2 separate regions of the Macaca mulatta genome follow, and region 1 is linked to region 2. Evidence: chromatin contacts called from public Hi-C data. All regions are on one chromosome and are shown on one strand. Each heading gives the region's core, a stretch centred on a gene start, on an enhancer-like site or on the middle of the called end of the contact. The rest is flanking DNA. Distances are from core to core; before and after follow the strand shown.

The links. Hi-C and Micro-C count contacts between places; a contact is called where the count stands out from the background.
Region 1: a Hi-C map of fetal cortical plate shows a contact between it and region 2, with 2.2 times the contacts expected there. The contact joins two enhancer-like sites. A contact is called at or near these places in 5 of 14 Hi-C or Micro-C datasets (CD4 T cells, blood, fetal cortical plate and 2 more).

The regions. Positions count from the first base shown.
Region 1 is chr3:145,624,106-145,630,106 of T2T-MMU8v2.0, forward strand. CDHR3 (cadherin related family member 3) reads left to right here. Exons shown (of 24, transcript XM_077998186.1): 21 at 1,426-1,457; 22 at 3,601-3,617; 23 at 3,619-3,647; 24 at 5,185-6,001. The coding sequence ends at 5,489. Among named protein-coding and RNA genes, the nearest start is that of SYPL1, 83 kb to the right of the region's middle. Within about 2 kb of position 4,401, at least 13 of the 40 cell types and tissues checked have an H3K27ac peak or open chromatin away from gene starts, as enhancers often do. A contact at or near this core is called in fetal cortical plate, where this site is marked.
Region 2 is chr3:145,358,119-145,364,695 of T2T-MMU8v2.0, forward strand. The region is part of intron 3 of ATXN7L1 (ataxin 7 like 1); the gene reads right to left. Among named protein-coding and RNA genes, the nearest start is that of ATXN7L1, 120 kb to the right of the region's middle. Within about 2 kb of position 1,928, at least 4 of the 40 cell types and tissues checked have an H3K27ac peak or open chromatin away from gene starts, as enhancers often do. A contact at or near this core is called in fetal cortical plate, where this site is marked.

The DNA of each region.
Region 1 (6,001 bases), core at 3,151-5,650, 270 kb after region 2:
CAAATAAGGCCGGGTGTGGTGGCTCACACCTGTAATCCCAGCACTTCGAGAGGCTGAGGCGGGTAGATCACAAGGTCAGGAGTTTGAGACCAGCCTGGCCAGCATGGTGAAACCCTGTCTCTACTAAAAATACAAAAAATTAGCCGGGCATGGTGGCACACACCTGTAGTCCCACCTACTTGGGAGGCTGAGGCAAGAGAATTGCTTGAACCTGGCAGGCAGAGGTTGCAGTGAGCCGAGATTGTACCACTGCCCTCCAGACTGGGTGACATAGCGAGACTCTGTCTCAAAAAAAAAAAAAACAAAAACAAAAACCAGATAATACTTGATACCCAGATTCTAATGGATTTGATCATTTCCACAAATTATTTAGACTAGTGAGAAAGGGGAGATGGGGGTGGTGAGATGGGCCAAGAAAGCTGAATGACTTCAAGGAAGTGGGTACATTGGAGGGGGGGCGGGGAAGGTCCATCTGAGCAGCTCCAGGTCTGAGGAGGTGTCCTGGCCCGGCCTCAAGTAGACTCCAGAGTGTTGGGGAGACAGGACAAAGAATTGGACAGTGTTTTAATTAAAAAAAAAAAAAATGCTTGCTTTAATCACTTCATTCACAGACATGTGTCTGACATGCTTAAGGCTTGTCTCAACAGGGTTAGAAATTTGATTATAGTGGTTATTGATCATATTGAGAGTGATGATTTTAATAAATGAGATTTTCACAAACTATCTCTAATCCCACTTTTTAAAAAGGGGCTGGGGGCTGGGCATGGTGGCTCACACTTATAATCCCAGCACTCTGGGAGGCTGAGGCTAGAGGATCACTTGAGCCCAGAAGTTCGAGACCAGCCTGGGCAACATAGTGAAACCCTGTCTGTAGAAAAAAATTTAAAAAATTAGCTGGGTGTGGTAGTGTACGCCTGCAGTCTTAGCTACTGGGGAGGCAGCTGAGAGGATGGCTTGAGCTTGGGAGGTCAAGGCTGCAACGAGTTGTGAGTGTGCCACCGCACTCCAGCCTGGGCGACAAGAGTGAGATCCTGCCTCAAAATAAAATAAAACAATGAAATAAAATAAAAGGGCTTGGGGAATGAATGCATAAAACTCCCACTTTATGAAAAGAGGTATCCAATCCAATCTTTCTTTCTTATCTTAAAAGCCATTTAAAAGCCATTTTTCTAGGTCCACTGATAACAAGCTAGAAAAAGAGTAAAAAAACCCACTGTTGTGTGTGTATATACATATGTGTATGCATTTTTTTTCTGAGAAGATGGAAAGCTGTCAACAAACACATCTACAGACAGAACAATTCTTTGCTGTGTCTGCAAGACTGAGATCAAAGCCTATTTAGGGGAAATACCATTGTGGGGGTGGAATTTTAAGGTCAATTTAATGCCCAAGAAGCTTAACTTCTGCCTGTTCTGTTCTCTGCAGAAACGAAGACTGCAAAGAGAGACGTTGTGGTGGTGAGTATGGGCAGTGTGGGGCACCAGGCATAGACACTGGGGGATAGGGGCCCCATCTCCCCCGAAGGCAGGCCTGACACAGCCTTGTGGGCATGCTTATCATTCAGAGAGGTGCTTGCATTTGGCTACTGGAACAGATTGCTGTGTGACGAGCTCCTGATAGAATCTGTTCCCTCCACTGAACATGCCTGCTGATATATTTGCAGAAGAACTGGATTTCATAAATATTGAGTAGTGGTGTTTATTATCTATACCAGCTCTCCACGAGAGTGAGTTGGGGGAGTGAAGCTTAAAGACCAAAACTAGTGCTTCAGCCTCCAATGATATTTAAATTTTCTTTCTTTCTTTCTTTCTTTTTTTTTTGAGACACAGTTTCACTCTGTTGCTCAGGCTGGAGTGGAATAGCATAATCTCGGCTCACTGCAACCACTGCCTCCTGGACTCAAGCGATTTTCATGCCTCAGCCTCCCAACTAGCTGGGATTACAGACATGTGCCACCACACCTAGATAATTTTTTGTATTATTAGTAGAGATGGGGTTTCACCATATTGGCCAGGCTGGTCTTGAACTCCTGACCTCAAGTGATCCACCCACTGCGGCCTCCCAAAGCACTGGGATTATAGACATGAGCCACTGCGCCCAGCTGATTTAAATTTCCTTTGCTCTTCCAGTATCATGCAGAAAAGTGACAGAGAAAGGGCCCTGCCTGGTCCGGGGTTGGCTCTGCCCACTTAGCCTTATCACTTTGGGGACTTCCCTGGCCTTGCTGAGCTTTAGGTTCCTCGCCTGTAAAATGGGGGGTGAGGACATCTGCCCTGAGATAACAGATGGAGGAATAGTTTGAAAATTGTTAAGTGTCACACAAATGCAAAGTGTTACAGGATAGCTGGAAAGTTCCCTCTCCTCCACCTCTCTCTCTCTCTCTCTGACATAACCTTCTCTACCCCCTGGGAAGTGAAGTGAAAGAACTTGAAGGTGGCTCCCTCCAGCTCTTCCCTACCCTCATGAGTAAGGCTTTGTCATGGTCCAAGCTTCATGAATTTGTTGCATGATAATTCAATGGCTCCTCCCATGAGGAAGTCAATGCAGGGCGCTGGAATTTTGGCTTCAGGCACATCCATCCCCTAAGTCTTCTATGTTCTGGCCAGTGTACAAACAGGAAGAAGAGGCAGTCTCTGGTCTCCTGGGTCTGATTGTCTAAGGCGAGTACCCTTGGGGATGCCACTTAGAGATTGCTCTAGAACTATGTAATATTAAATTAGTCTATTAAATAAATACCCGTGACCACAAAAAGTGGGGCTGCTTAGCTGGTCAAATTGATGAAGCCTGTGTAATCCCCATTTCCTCTGTCTTCAGAGTTGGGGAGTTGTGGGGAACTAGGTAGGGGATCCTTTAAGTGATAAAACCTGGGGATTGGAAAGCTAGCCAAACTCCAAACACAATCCCTGCTACTGTGCTAGCGACCCTGACTTTGGCACCTCTAGAGGGCAGCATGTGAGGGAAGGGGTGTTTCTATGGGGACGAGGGACAGGTGCATTAGGCAGAAGTCAGGTCCTGGAGGGTGGCACCGAGGACATATCAGGGAAGAGAACAGACCTGGAGCACAGGACTTAGGTGAGGCCCAGATGCGACATTGCATTGGCCTAGGCAATGGGAGGCCGCCGCAGGGGAGGGCCGGAGTGCCAGGGCCAGAGGTACGGACACCTAGGAGCTCACCTGTGTCCACCTTGACAATGCCTGACAGCGATCCACTGACAAAATGTAGGTCTTAGCCATGCTGTGTGGCATTTCCACTCTTCCTTCTACGCTTAGATTTTATTTACTCAGGATGCTTCCTTAACCCCCAAGTGTGGTTTAAATGTCTCCTCTACCCCTACCTGTGCCCCATGACAGCCTACATCTGCCCATCAGAGCCTTATCACTCTGCATTGCAGCACCTGTTTGTAACTGGCAAGCTTTGTACAGGCAGTGCCCATGCCTGCCTTGTTCACTGCTGTGTCCCCAGCATCTAGTACAGTGCCTATTAAAGACTTAGAAGTCAAGAAGGCTTTGGGTAAGGAACTTGGGTTGTAAGGATGCATGGCTTTGCCTGGGGGGAGGAATGTAGGGTTATGTTTGATGCCGTCTCTGTCTTCTCCTTAGGAAACTATCCAGATGAACAGTCTTTGATGGAGAAGTCATAAATCCAGGTAATTAAGTGGCAATACGGCTGTAAGAATGCTTTTCATATTCCAGACTGGTAGAAGCATGGAGGACCTTATCCAATTTCCTGCTTTTAACTCATTTTGTGATTCCGTTTGGCTATGTCGCCTATACAGTGCTGACTCTTCCAGGCTAATACAACGTGAGATCAGCTGTGAACCCAGCTGGCTTGCAGATGCTCAATTACAGGATCACACTCGTGAGGCCTCAGTGGGTCTCCACCTAAAGGCTCACGTTCAAGGGCCATGCCTCTTTCTTGCCTCCCTTCCTAAATTACGAACCAGCTGAGGCAACTGGTGAATCCAGGAATCTACGGTTTTTTCCTGCTTTTTGGTACTCATTGCGCCCCCCGCCCCCCATCCACATTCTTCCTGGATGCTTCTAATAGCATTTTATTAGTAGTGGAAGATACAGAGAAATGGCAAGTGTAGTTTCTTTTTTCCCTAGATCAGGGCCAAGAATTTCTTCTTGGTCGGCAAGATGAACATAAGGTAGAGCTGGCCTCCAGAGCTCTCATCACCCCCGTGAAATCAGCTCCAAATTTAGCTCCTTTACACTCATCCCTCCACTTACAAAGGCTCAATTATAGACGTGAATAAAAGGAAGGAAACCAAATTCAGGAGGCAAGTGTGTTGGCTTCCTGCCACCCTCATATGCAAACGGCACCGGTCCTCCTCCTAAGGAGGATGGCTCCTCTCCAGTGAGAGGCTGCTGCCGCTGCTGCTGCTGCTGCTGGAATTAAATTTCCCTCTATTATTAGGTGCTTGTTACCATAATGTGCCTACATTAGCATAAGTGCTGGTGGGATCCTGAGCTGAGAGGCCACTCATGCTGTATGGAAATGACAAGAAGCAAGGGCTTGCCTTAAACCTGATCTTCCAGAGCAAAAGGCAGAGGAGGATTTTTGTGTTTTTGTGTAGTTGAGAGAAAAAAAAAAAGAAAGACATGAGCCAACTGGCCTAAATCAATTAGCGTCTGCTGGCTTGGACACAATAAAAATGGCTTCCTTGCATCATCTCAAGTGGGACCAGATTTGTGTGTCTGTGTCTACAAATTGCTGCTAACCTAACATAAATAAAAATCAGCCTTTTCCTTCTCACTTGGTGAATTCCTTTTTATAGCAGGAATTCAGGGGTCTTTTAAAACAAACAAAACGAATCAGAAAGTAATGGGTAATCCCATTAGAAACTGAACCTAATTTATCCAAAGCTTGCATGGAGTTCAAGATTTACACGGCCTTCTCATCCTGCAATTGAGATGTCCTTGAGATGCTCCTAAGCCTTTCTATCCAGAGAGGTTTGCTGTTTGCTACCTGTGTGGTCCAAGCAGCATGGCTTGTGACAAGGGCAGGCTGTTGGAGACTGCAGTGCTATTCACATGTCTGCTGTCGGTGTCAGTGATTCACATCTTCTAGTGTGCTTCATCTTCCCTTGGGAGTCAGAACAGAGCAGGGTAGAAGTGGGGGAAGAGACAGTCATTGGAATTTTCTGGTTTATGTGATTGTTGTGTTTTTTTCTTCACTAGTGACCGGGGAAATATATGCATTCAACTCAAAAACTGGATCCAGAAAGTGGAAAGATCCACTAACCCAAATGCCAAAATGGAAAGAGCTCAGCTCCCAGGGAGCGGCCCCATGCAGAGTCGCTGCTGGGGAAGGGATGGGGCCACTGAGAAGCGCCAACAGGGGAAAAGATGAGCTGAGTGGCAAAGCGTGGGCTGAGGATGCTGGTCTGGGTTCCAGAAATGAGGATGGCAAGCTGGGCACCCCAAAGAACAGAAATCCAGCCTTCATTAACAGGGCTTCCCCCAAACCACACCCAGGAAAGTAAACAGGGGCCTGTCAATCACTGGGATGCTGCCTCACCCTAAATTCTATGGGGACAGTGTGGGCATGGCGTAGGTGGGACAATGTGGGCTGAGGGGATTCAGACATCCAGGGTCAAACATGAGACATCTGACAAATTTTCAAATAGAAAGGGATTTGATCACATAGTTTCCTGTTCTGAAATGATACAGGAACATTTTCTATCAGATCTCAGAACTACCTGTGCTTCTGATCAGCAGGACTGTTAACTTTGGGGTGTGGAATTGTTTCTTCTTTGCATTGACTGCTAGGAAGCTCTATTCTGTTCACCATAGGAAGTTCACAGGACTTCCTGACACAAATAGTGAAGACCATCCTTACATCTGGTTTCCACCTTATTTTCCTGCCCTGGTTTTAACATCACCCAGATTTCTTCACTTATAAATATACCATATACCTTTGTAAGTCACCTCAAATCTTCTTCAAAAGAAGCAGAACAGTGAAAAAACAGATGAATACATTAAGAGTTGGTCATCT
Region 2 (6,577 bases), core at 678-3,177:
TCCCTGTCCCTCTTCCCAGTCCCTGCTCCAAAACCCCTCATGGACTGCTTTCTTCTTGAGGTTTCCCACCTCGACCTCTAAGAGCTATGGTGGAATGAAATTCCTGGCGAGCAGGCTGGGCTGGCTCCCAGCAGTGATATGTGAAGGGAAAGCAGAACTTCGTAAGGGGAATAAACCTATCAGAGCCTTCCATGCTTCCATCAGCTCACTTCTCCTCCTGGGCTGGGCTCAGTCTAAGCATATTACATGCATAATGATGTTTAATCCTCATACCACCTCTCTGAGAAGCATGATTATACCCATTTTCCACACATGAGAAGATTTACACTCAGTCAGAGCAGGAGCTAGACAAGGCTGGCTGAGCAGTGAACCTTGCTCCCAGTCCGGCTCTGAACCATCACACTCTTCAATGTGAAGCAGGAGATTTTAGCCTCACGTTTCTGGACACTGGAAGGACTCAAGAGCTTTGGGGTTTGCCCCTTTGGTAGTCCAGTGGAGGACAGATCAGTGGTGACAGGCTCTGGCTCTGTGGTCCCCTGCCATGCCACTCTGCAAGGGGGCCCTTCCCTGCCTATGCCTAGGTCTCCCTGGTGACCACCCAGTTTTTCCTCGAGGGCCTACCACAGAACACAGGCGGGTGTGTGAAGTCTTTACTCTGTACCTCCCTACACTGCCCAGGGTAGAATGTGGTGGTTCTTCCCAGAACTGTGCCATCTGTAGATAGACCAGGGCCTTAGCCTTCCTTCTTAGCAAACGATGTGATCAGTTCATAGGAAACCACTCTGCCGATGACACTCCACATCTGAACACAGGACAGTAAAAAAGGTCCTTGATTTGGGAGGTACGGGGAAGAGAAGGGAGACAGGCGCAATTCTGTCTTTACATCTTGAGCCATCCAGCTGAAGGGGGTCTGTGGGCTGGCAGGGGGTGGTAAGGCTTCAAATCCTTTCTTTGAACCATTTAAAAATGTTCTTGCATGCTGCCTCCTTTCCCCATAAACCCATGTAACATATCACCAACTACTACACAGAAAATGTTAAATATATAACAAATATACTAAATCATATAAAAAATATTATTTAGTGGCCTTTTTTTCTAGTTTATTCTTACTTTTCTTACTTTTTTTTTTTTTTTTTAAATCCAGGTAGCCAATTTTATCAGCCAGGTTTGGAGTACTGGGCTGATGAATGTTGAAATAGTCATGGGGTTTCATTTATTCATTATGTCTTCCTTCTTCTGTGGGAGTCAGCGCCGAGATGATAAATGCTGGGCTCAGGTCCAGCTCGGGCCACTCACTCCCAAGGTTCATACACAAACAGATCAGCTGGATCAGGGCCCAGCAGGGAGGTGAGGCTTAAACCTCTTCGCCTGAGGAGGAGCCAATAAAAAGACTAGCAGCTTGGATAGTGAATAAGCGCGAGTGCACGCGTGTGCGTGTGTGTGCGTGTGTGTGTGTGTGTGTGTCAGAGTGACCTATCCCAGGTGGATGCTGGGAGTGGTGGCAGGAAGTGGGGTGTGATCAGAGAGACAGGAAAAGGCTCAGAGAAATGTGTGATAGCTCAGATGGGTCTCAAACCACAAGGCTCTGTCTACACATCCAGCACGATTCCTTCTGGAACACAGGGAGTTAAAGATGAATCAACTCTTGAAACTGAAACCAATTATCCATGGCAATTTATTAAATAACTAAGGTTTCTAGGCCTTATTAAAATAAATGTTTAGTGTATTTTCTTATTCTCTGACGTTCAGTTCTTCACTTGTCAGCACCTGCTGGCAGCAGCTGGAGTAATCTTACCAATTTTGCCGTATGTGCAAATCAATTTGATTCCCCCCCTCCCCAAGATAGAAATCAGTAAAGTGATTAAGTTACAATTAAGGCATGTCATTGAAAGCCCAGATAACAAGAAAAGGCTGAGGAGGAATCGGCCAGAGGTCACCAGTGATTTCCTTCCACCCCGGTTAAATGATTTCTCCCCCTCATTCTCTTGCCTGCTCTACTGCGTGTGACACTGTGGATGAATCAACAAGCCTCGTCCTATTTCTGGGAAGTCTCTCCTTTTTCTGGCTTCCATCATGCTTTCCATATGCCGAGTTCTCCTCTTGTCACTCATACGGGCCCCCTAACTGTTAATCTGTCTGTCCATCCATCCATCCAATAGATGTTTAATGACCCAGTGTGCCATGCACTGGGAAAAATGACAAACGATATTTATGTCTGGTTTCACAGTTAAAAATGCCTTTCCATATATTATTTAATTAAATTCCTGCTACAACCATTTGAGGGGGCTGTTAGGATCCCCATTATTTTATATATGAGGAAGCAGGCTCTGAGAGGATCTGCAATTTATTTAAAACAGCACAGCCAGCAGGTGGCAGGGTCTAGACATGAATTCAGGTTTTCATCCCATTAAGAATTCATAATGGTACTCTCCTATATACTGGTGAGGTATAATTTCTCAACAAGCCTCACTGTTCCTAATGAAATGTCACGCTCCAGCTATCATGTATTTACTGAGACTATGCTAGGCTCCGAGAGATGCAAAGACTGAGTCCCCACCCTCACAGAGCTTGTGGCTGAGTTGGGAAGGCAGACGTTAAACATATATGTTCACACAAGAAATACTTGTTTTCAACATATGAGGGAGAGCTAATCTAGTTGTGAAAATTAGGGGAGTCTTCCAGAAGGAAGTAATCATTAAGATGCAGTCTGAAGGATGAGTCGGAGTTAGCTTTGGAAAGAGAGGATGAAAGAAAATCACATGTACAGAGGGAAAAGCATGTATGTGCAAAGGCCCTGTGGCAGAAAGACCCAATGTGCTGAAATTTTGAAGGCCAGCTTGACTGGAATATAGACAATGAAAGGTAGCCTGGCACAGGATGTGGCCCAGACCACACAAGACTTTGTAGCCATGATAATGATTTCTACTTTTAGTTTAAGAGCAATGGGAAGCCACAAGTCAAGAGAATGACATGATGAACTTTGATTTTGATTCTGACTTCTGTGTGCAGAATGAATTGTAGAGGAGCAAGAGTGGAAGCAGGAGCAGCTGGAAGGCTTTTGCAGTTGTCCAGGTGGGAACTGATGGTAGCTTAGACCAGTGTTGTGGTGGTGAAAATGAAGAGAAGAACCCCACAGGTACCCCCTGCTCTGCTCAAGCCCATTTTCTTACTAGATCCTGACACCAGAGTGTGCTCACGAATTTGCAGTGAATGGAAGCTTGTCCACACTTCAGGGCTCTGCTGGAGTCTCCTCTTCCAGGAAGCCTTCTCCAGACAATGCCAGTCCTCTGAGATCTTTCAGAAGTCGTACGCCTCTTCTGCGCTTCCCATTCTCACACCTGATGCTTCTCTATGGCTTGGCTGCTCTCTGGTCCACTCCCGGAGATGCCTTCATTTCTCTTGTTGTCTTGCTTTCTCCCTTTGGAAAGTAAATGCTTTGTTGGCATTTGCTGAATGGTATCAACACGGCTCCTTTGGAAATTATATTTGTAAATGATTACTCATGCCAATTGCCATGTTTCCCCCTAAATTAAACACTGGTTGCTTAAATGTGTCTTCATGATTCTGTTCTACCAAAATGTATGTCCCAATTTTTCCATTACTTCCTCTAAACTCTTTTCCATATTTCTCCTAGTAGAAAGCAGTTTCAGGGGGAATGGAGTGGGGGTGGGGTGGGGCCAGGAGTGCAATTAAACAAGGGCTGTCTGACCAGAATTCCTATACCTTTTTAATGGGGTATTTGATTAATCCTTTTCATGGGCACCATTATTCATGCCTTGATAGAATCTCATTTTATAGCTCTTAATACATGGACCCAATTTATCCACATCACATTGTATTCTAATACTTGTCACCCAAGTTATTAGCTATCTCCTTTTCAGTGTAAAATCATCAGTAAGTTTGATTAGCTTATTCCCTGGGGATGATAGGGGAGATAAGAACAGACACAGTACAATATAACCCCAATGGCTCTGCATTCTCAAAAGAAGACTGCTACATGGAATCCATTTATGGAGCCAGGGTGGCCAAAACAAACATCCGCCCCATGGGAGGGACTCTGTGCAACCCAGGAGCGGTAGCCACGAAGGGCTGACTGCTGTCATTACTGGCAGGACTGAGCTATCATCCTAAGTGGGATTTTAATAAAAAATGGTGGGGTTCCTCCACCTCCTGCTTAACACCCCCTCCCAATGCCTTTCCTGAGAATCACAGCCCAGCAGCTTCTCTTTATTCCTTGACATCCCTTCTGCCTTCAATCCCTGTTCTTTTCCTACTGGGCACCTGGCAGGGCGGACAACCTAGAAGGAGATGCACAGTGCTGTGTACTGCTCTTTCTCCAGCACAGGCTTGGGTCTAAGCCTCGAGCTCTGTCTTTCTCTTCTCTGGAACCAAATCTGAGCCTTGGGACTCACAGGTGGCTTTGCTTTTGTAAGCAAAGTCACTCCTTAGCTTGAAAGAGAGAAGGGGCCTGCACAACCCCTATTGGATGGTAGGCTCCAAGCCCATGGAGAGTTTCTAATGCCCCTTCCTCTACGCAACCATCTTTCTTGAGCCCAATCAGGCTGCACCCCTAGGCCCCAATGGCTGCAGCCCTCCTCATCTTTACACCAAAGGCCCTGTCAATGATTCTTGTGCTTTTCTGAGCCTGGCAAGAGTGTCACTGTGGTGACATTCTTCCCTTCCAAAGGTGGAGCCCAATTCCCTTCCTGTAGTGTGTGGGCTGGACTTAGAGACTGATTTCTAATGAACAGAATAGAGTGGATGTAACAGCATGTCCCTTCTGAGACTAGGCCATAAAAGGCATTCTGACTTTCTCCCTCCCTCTGTTGGGTTGTTGGCTCTCAGGGAAGTCAACTGCTATGCTGTGAGCAGGGCTGTGGAGAGGCCTAAGGTACTGAGCACCAGGAACTGAGGCCTCCAGTCAACAGCCATGTGAGGGAGTCATCTTAGGAGTGGGCCCTCCAACTCCAGTTAAGCCTTCAGATGAAAGCTTGACTGCAGCCTCATGAGAGACTCAGCAGAACCACACAGCTGAGCCACTCCCAGATCCCTGGCCCACGGAAACTGTGCAAGACAACACAGATTTGTTCTAAGCTGCTAACGTTGGAGTCATTTGTTATGCAGCAACAGGTTATTAACACACTCTTCCTACTTTAGGGTAAGGCGCTCATCTTCTTCTCCCCTTCAATTCCCTTCTTAGGTTCTATTTTCATCTCTTCTCTCTTGGGATGTCTGGTATCCCTGTTGCTCCCTCCACTGACCCGTCCCTCTGTGTCCACTCAGTCCTCACGGTCTCAAGGACTCTTTCCCAAGAAGGGGGAATGGAGGAGAGAGGAGCTCCCCAAGACCTGGGTTTGCAATTCCATTCTTGCCTGCCATCCAGAATGACATCTGGCATTAGGAGAATGACTTTTTGCAGATGGCAGTCTTCCTCAGGCCATGAGGCTACCTCTTGTTTCTAAACCCGTGGGCGTAATAACTTCAGCCAGGCCCACAGCCAGCATGAGAAGACTTTGCAAACATCGTGTTCCCCTTTGTATCATATGCTCATCTCCTGTGCCCTTTTTGCTCATCTGCAATTTCTGCAAAAGGTCATGTCTCGTTTCAGCTTTGCCGTTAAGTGTATTTGACTCTAGGTGGGAATCTCAAAACTGGATGAAGATGCAATCTGGCTTAAATGCTGCAAGGTGGGCCACTATACTTCACCCCAACCAGCTGTGTCCTGCTAGCATAGACACCCATGCAGGAGGTGGCAATCTGATAGTCACTTCTTTCATAATTATACATGGGGCAAAATGTTTGCTTTTTTTGAGACGGAATCTCACTCTGTCACCCAGATTGGAATGCAATGGCACCTTCTCGGTTCACTGCAACCTCCACCTCCCGGGTTCAAGTGATTCTCCTGCCCTAGCCACCCGAGGAGCTGGGATTACAGGCGCCCGCCACCATGCCCGGCTAATTTTTACATTTTCAGTAGAGATGGGTTTTCACCATGTTGGCCAGGCTGGTCTTGAACTCCTGACCTCAGGTGATCCACCCGCCTTGGCCTTCCAAATTGCTGAGATTACAGGCATGAGCCATGGTGCCTGGCCTTAGTTTTTAACTAAAAACAAAAAAATCCAGGTAGCTTTTCCATCTGGTCAAATCTTAGTAATTTTTACAAAATTAATTTCAGTTTAATGGAGCAAAGTCAGACAGAGATAGATGTCAATTTTCTAGAATGCTTGGCAAAGATTAAAAAAACCACACACACACACACACACACACACACACAATGGAGCTAAGCAGTGGAGTGGACCCCAAAGCAGTGGTTCTCAAAGTATAGTCCTAGGGCCAACAGCAACAGCATCATCTGGGGACCTGCTAGGAATGCACATTCTGGGGCCCCAACCCAGAGCTACTGAATCAGAAACTTGGGGTGGGGGAGCTGCAATTGATTTTAACAAGCCATCTAGGGGATTCTGACACATGACTACAAGTTGTGTATCACTGACTTATAGGATTAAACATCTAAATCATTCATTCAGCCATAAGCTATTGATTGAATACCCACTGTTTGTCAGACATGGGGCAATGT